Linked DNA regions of Mus musculus: region 1 is linked to region 2. The links are chromatin contacts, called in public HiChIP or PLAC-seq maps. All regions are on one chromosome and are shown on one strand. The core of a region is the stretch at or near the end of the contact, and the rest is flanking DNA. Distances in the headings are between cores, read along the strand shown.

Region 1 (3,241 bases), core at 305-2,804, 670 kb after region 2:
TGGTCCACATTTGGGCAGAACCAATGCTATTAGACCTATATCAAGGCAGCATCTTGTAGCAGGAATACTGCTCTAGGGATGGCACAACAGGCAGACAGAAGTGCACAGGACAGACATGGTACTTCCCCCAAGATCTAAGGCTGTAGCTAGAAACATGCAGAGGAGAGCACCTTGTTGATTGAAGTAACTTGGTTTGTCAGCCTCTCTAGGGTCACTTCTTCCATCTGCAAAATATAAATATTACCTTTCTCCTTAGATGTTTTGACATTGTGTGTGTGTGTGTGTGTGTGTGTGTGTGTGTGTGTGTGTGTGTGTGTGTATGGGTGTGTGTGTATGGGAGGGTAGGTCTGTATGAGTGGGTTTGTATGTGCCTGTGCAGGTGTGTATGTGTGTATGGTGGGGTTGTATGTGCCTGTGCGTGCGGGTGTGTGCATTGATGGGTGTGTGCATATTCCTATGCATCTGTGATGGTCAGAATAGGATGCCAGATCAACCTGAGCTGAGAACTCTGGTCCCCTACGAAGAGCACCACGCTCTCTTAACTGTGGGGCCATCATGACTCCAGCCCCATAAAAAAGTGTTTTTATGATTAACAGTGCCTGAGATATGAGAAAGAATAACTAAATGCCTATAAATTCTTTCATGGTTTAAGATAAACTCTCTTGGAAAGAAAGAAAGAAAGAAAGAAAGAAAGAAAGAAAGAAAGAAAGAAAGAAAGAAAGAAAGAAGGAAGGAAGGAAGGAAGGAAGGAAGGAAGGAAGGAAGGAAGGAAGGAAGGAAGGAAGGAAGGAAGGAAGGAAGGAAGAAGAAAGAAAAGCAGAAGGTAAGAATTTAAATTCTTTCATCACCAACTGACATTTTCAGTCTCTTCTTTATTCTAAATATCTCGGTCTTTAGTTGCTCTTTGAATTGAATAGTCAGTGCCTGTTTATAGTTTATCTGCCTGCCCTCATCTAGGCTAAAGGTTTATAACAAGTAGCCTGGATTTGCCTGGGAGACCAGCTGTCTCAGAGAGATCCCTGTTGTTTTCAGAGTGAGTTTACTAAGAACAAGTGACATGGTCCCCACAATCTCTCAGCAGCATCCAAATGAGAACAAACTTATTCAAATGAGAACAGACTTATTTTCTGCACCCAAAGGGAATGAGAGTAAGAAAGAGTCAAATGTCTCCAAACAACAGCTTGGGCGGAGACCACTGGGAAGGGAGAAGGCTGGCGAAGGGGTTGGGGGCTGGGACTCATGCTGGAATCCCTGCACAGTCACAGGAAAGATGACTGACTGTCTTCACCAGCCTGGGCTACAGGATGAAGCCACATCTCAAAAAAAAAAAAAAAAAAAATCAAAGAAGAGAAAGAAGGGGAGGAGGGTAAAGAGGAGGAGGACTGGGACGAGAGGGGCCCATGGGATCTTTTTTTCTTGAATGTCTCCACATATGGGTTAATATGACTCAAGCCATGCCAGAGGCCCCAAGGATGAGCATGGTTTGAAGGTTGTCCACCTCCTCAACGTCAAACAGAAAGTAAGAAAAGAAGACGTATGGGGGAGGGCGTTTCCTTAGGATGATCATCACCATCTCAAAAAAGTCCCTGGGCCCTATAGGCAAGAGTGGTGACATTTGGCCTGTCTAGAAAACATGCAAAGTAGCTGTGGACTTCATCTTTAAGAAGTTAGCAGCAATGGAAAAACAAAAGTCTGAGTGAAGGAATACAGCTTGGTGGTAATACATTGTCTAGCACTCATGAGGCCCTGGCTGCAGACCCCAGTACTGGTGGGGGGGGGGAGAAAAAGAAAGAGGAGGGAGGGGGAGAGAGAAGCCAAGCATCCACCCCTTGAGAAGCTAATCAAAGCTGGTGAGCTGTTGGCAAGCCTACCTGAAGGCATAGGTCTCAGGGATATAAGGTCAATGCCTTTGTTTTGGGGGTATGTTGGATTGGGAATGCTTATGGAGGACTGAATTAAAACCAGCAGTTAATGCTGAGATAACATTTTGGGTTTGAAAATAAATGTGTGAGAGAGTTATATTAAAATGAATGGTCATTGGATCTTGAAAATAAATGAAGCTACCTAGGCTGGATTCTAGATAATTGAGACGGAAGTGGCTAAGGATGATGTGACAATTGTCAAAACTACTTAGAACCTTGGGCCTTTTCTTTAGTGCTGTTGTAAAAGAAACTGAGAAAAACAAAGAGGAACGTCAGGTGCACATCCTTGGGTTTCATTTTGGTCACTGGTGACTCAAACATGCCAACCTTACCGTAGCTGTGTGACATAAAAAACTGAGATTACTTGACTTTAGAATCAGACTGACCAAATTTGAATCCCAACACTGGAATCTCCTAAACGACTGTAACTTGGGCTTTAATATCTCCATGCAATATAACATATTGATGTCCTCAAGAAGAGGCCACTGTTAAACTAGATAGGGCATGATGATCATGATTCTAAGAAGAAGGCAGTTAGGGGCTCAGTGAAGACCCATATCCTTTGCCGAAGTGGAGAGAGACTGCTAGGAGCAGATGCCCAACCAGTGTCTCCAGCTCCCTTGTGCTTTGATGGCCAGGTACTGGAACCGTGGTGAGGAGAGTCTGTGCCAAAGGCTCTCGGATCTCCTTTAAGTTGGCTGCACAGAAGCCTGGCATGCAGCCCTCTTCCATGACTTCTCTCACCCTCTCCTTCCAGCTAGGCAGAGTGGAGGTGACCTTGAAGGTCATCCCAGAAATCAGGAACTGGATGACAGAAGTAACAGAACCAGGATCCAAGAACCATCCACAGAAGGGGCTCAGACTGCTAAGCAACTCTGAAAGATTCATCTTCTTCCTAAGACTTCCTCCAGAAGGCAAAGAAGTTGATAGGGCTAAGGTTAGACAGGATAGACTGTCTACACCACAGGACATACTGACTCACCGCTGTAAGACACCACTGGAGACAGGAAGCTGGAGTCTACATAAATGAGGCTAGCAAGGAATTGCCAATGGGGTATGTCAAGTTGTGTCATTTTTCAGTTTTTAAATGACTTCCACTGTGACAGCATAAGCTTTGTTCAAAATCTTAACAAGTCTGACACATACATACAAGCGCTCTCTCTCTCTCTCTCTCTCTCTCTCTCTCTCTCTCTCTCTCTCTCTCTCTCTCTTTGTGTGTGTGTGTCACACAGACACACACACACACACACACACACATACACACACAAACAAAGTTGAAAGATCCACAGACCAGCCACAGTGGGAGCATCAAAGAGGAA
Region 2 (2,942 bases), core at 208-2,707:
TCCCACCACTGTTCCACCCTTTTTATTTTATATTATTTTTTAATGATGTTGTTAGGATCAGACTTGGGGCCCTGCAAAAATGAGAAAAGTGTTCCACCACCAAGGCAGCTTTAGTCCCTAAGCTTGAATTGACATGTTATTGAGGTTCCCTGTTTCAACTCAAATATTGAAAAAACAAAAAACAAAAAAACCTTAAAACCAAAAAGCCAGATGTACCCTGATGGTGACCTCCCACCCCATTACTAGTAATAACACTGAAATGACCAATTTGTTCTTTTTTTCTTTCTGCTTTCTTTAGCCTGTTCCCTTACAAAACTTACAAAATCAATCCCTTTGTACAACCGACAATAATGCACATTTTATTTTATGGAACTAAGTGTTGCCCGATGCTAAATTTAACAATAAAAATAAATACCAATTAGAAGGTTTAACTTGTTATAATTTTGTCTCCAGATGATCGGGCTTCCCACCCTGCCAGTGTGCGTGAGGCCCATCTTCTTTAATCTATTTAGGTTCATTTGTACACACAACATGTTCCGATAGTTTTGCAAGACCCCAGCGGCTTGAGGAAGAATCCTTCGTCAGGTTTTTCCTGCCCCTTTGACTGTGACCAGTGTAGGAAACTTTCCACTTCAGAGTCGCTAAAGATCGATGTAGGTGACGAACTGAGCTCATAATTGAGTTCAAAGCTGGGACACTAATATCTTATGATATTTTACCAAGCTGGGTGGTGGTGGTGCACACCTTTAATCCCAGCATGTGGGAGGCAGAGGCAGGTGGATCTCTGTGATTTCAAGGTGTTGGCCTGGTCTACAGAGGGAGTTCCAGGACAGCCAGGGCTACACAGAGAAACCCTGTCTGAATACAAAACAAAGCAAAACACCTTCCCCACCACAAAAAAAAAAAAAAAAAACAAACAAACAAAAAACCCAAACCAAACCATAAAAGAAAGGAAGGAAGGGAGGGAGGGAGGAGGGAGGGAGGGTGGGAGGGAGGGAGGGAGGGAGGGAGGGAAGGACCTTACCAAGACAGTGCTGATATGAATAGGCAGTTCTCAGAAGCCAGATGGATCTTTAATATCTAGTCTATGCCTGAGTCATATCATTTCCTAAACTTTTTTTTTTTCTTTACGTGTGTTTATTGCCGGATCTCAAAGCCGTCACCATTTCCTGTACACGCTGGGTCCCTCCTTAGCGCACCAGCTCGGCAGCCGCAGAAGGTGCAGGGCAGAGTGTGTTTATAGGACCAGAAAACTGGTCAGCGAGTAGGGAGGCAAGTTTGTCATTTTGTAACAGTTTGGACCCAAAGCTTCTTATAATAAAGGCAGCCCCTCTGGTTCTAGTTTAAACAAGGAGAAGATGGATTATTGCTTTTCCAGAAGTCCATATTTGGTCATGTCTTGAAGTATCTATGCTTTTTTATTTTCTATCTTTCCATCCTCAACCCACGATGTACATCAGGGTAGCCCCAGTCTTGAGATCTCTCTGTCTCAGCCTCCCCATGCTGGCATTACGGAGTTGTCCCTCTATAACTCGCAGGCACCAAGGACATGCTCGGGGCCAGGCAGTTCACTGCGTTCTTGTGCTGGCCAGCCTGTGGCACTGGGCTGGAGAAACCCCACTTCCCTAAGTAGTCAGAGTCGGAATTTGGCCAGAGTCGTCTTTGAAAGTGGGGAATTCATAAACCATACTGCAGCTCATCAAAATCTTGTCTTAAATACAAAATCAAAAAGTAAATCCATTGACTTCACCACCATTCCTTTGACATCCACAGACATAAGCTTTTTCTCTGACTGCAGGCTGCCAACCAGGACTGTGTAAGACTCCTGCTAACACAGGTAGGAGGAGCATTATCAAGCTGAAGGTGTCTGGAGCAAGGACTCAAGACACTTGCAAACTGAGAGGAGAAGTTTTGTAGATTTTGGTTTTCCTCCCACACCCAAACCTTCAGGATGTTTTGTGCACATGTAATTCTACAGCTTTTTTTCCCCCTTTCTCTTTTAAATCAAGCCTTTATCAACTCTCAAACATTCAACTTATTTTCCTAAAGATTACAACTCTCTTCACACTCATAGTTGTTTGGTTTGGGTGATATTGAATTAAATGATGTAATTTCAGAGTACGACTTGCATAAACAAGGCTGGGAACAAACAGAATTAGCTTTTGGAAAGCTCAGGTTCTAGAGAGGGATTCGGTTCGCCCACCATCGGGCAGGCAGGCGACTCACTAGTTCTGAAAAGGCGAAGGGTCTTGAGAGCAAAGGCAGTTCAAAGGTCTATGCCACACAGGGAGTGAAGATGAGCTGATGTGACCTCACAGCTGGAAACCAAGCCTAGTGGTGTACACCTGTAACCCCAGCACTCCCCATACAGGGGCAGGAGGATTGCAACTTTGAAGCCATCCCCAGGGAGAGGATGTCTTGAAAAATCCAAAAGCAAATAGCAACCAAAAACCCCAAACATAGGCATAAAGGAGAATGTAATTTTAAGACCTTAGCACTGTTCACATCACGTGAAGGTAAGGAGCGCTCAGGCCTTTGGAAGGGATGCTAGTGTTGAGTAGCCAATCAAAACATTCTTGGCCAGGTCTCCGGTGGGACTGGTAATGCTTTCCCATAGGACAGTGTGGCCGGGTACTTCCTGTTGGATGCTTTTAGTTAGGAGACTGCTAACTCTAAAATATTTTAATATATTAACTCCGAAGAGGAGGCAGGAGAGAAGCCGCTCCTGGTTTATGTTAGCAAAAGTCTGAAGTGAGTGAGTCTCCATGAGGGCTCTCCAGCACCTTTGAGCATCAGGAAGAGGCAACAGTCCCCTGCCAGTGTCTCCCGGGATAAAACAGATGACGCTCTGTGGCTGGGACATCTAAGCTTTTGGATGAAACTCCAAGCTCTTCAGTTCATTAATGCTTGGCTGGACTGCACGCTGAAAGGAGCCCTCAAAG

The links. HiChIP or PLAC-seq counts read pairs in DNA pulled down with a chosen protein or histone mark.
Region 1: an H3K27ac HiChIP or PLAC-seq map of regulatory T cell precursor shows a contact between it and region 2, with 4 times the contacts expected there. The contact joins two enhancer-like sites. A contact is called at or near these places in 1 of 115 datasets of contacts at active chromatin or transcription factors (regulatory T cell precursor) and 1 of 9 other capture datasets (liver).

The regions. Positions count from the first base shown.
Region 1 is chr8:34,754,192-34,757,432 of GRCm38.p6, forward strand. No RefSeq gene overlaps it. Among named protein-coding and RNA genes, the nearest start is that of Dusp4, 52 kb to the right of the region's middle. Within about 2 kb of position 1,555, at least 33 of the 459 cell types and tissues checked have an H3K27ac peak or open chromatin away from gene starts, as enhancers often do. A contact at or near this core is called in regulatory T cell precursor, where this site is marked.
Region 2 is chr8:34,082,469-34,085,410 of GRCm38.p6, forward strand. No RefSeq gene overlaps it. Among named protein-coding and RNA genes, the nearest start is that of Dctn6, 25 kb to the right of the region's middle. Within about 2 kb of position 1,458, at least 20 of the 459 cell types and tissues checked have an H3K27ac peak or open chromatin away from gene starts, as enhancers often do. A contact at or near this core is called in regulatory T cell precursor, where this site is marked.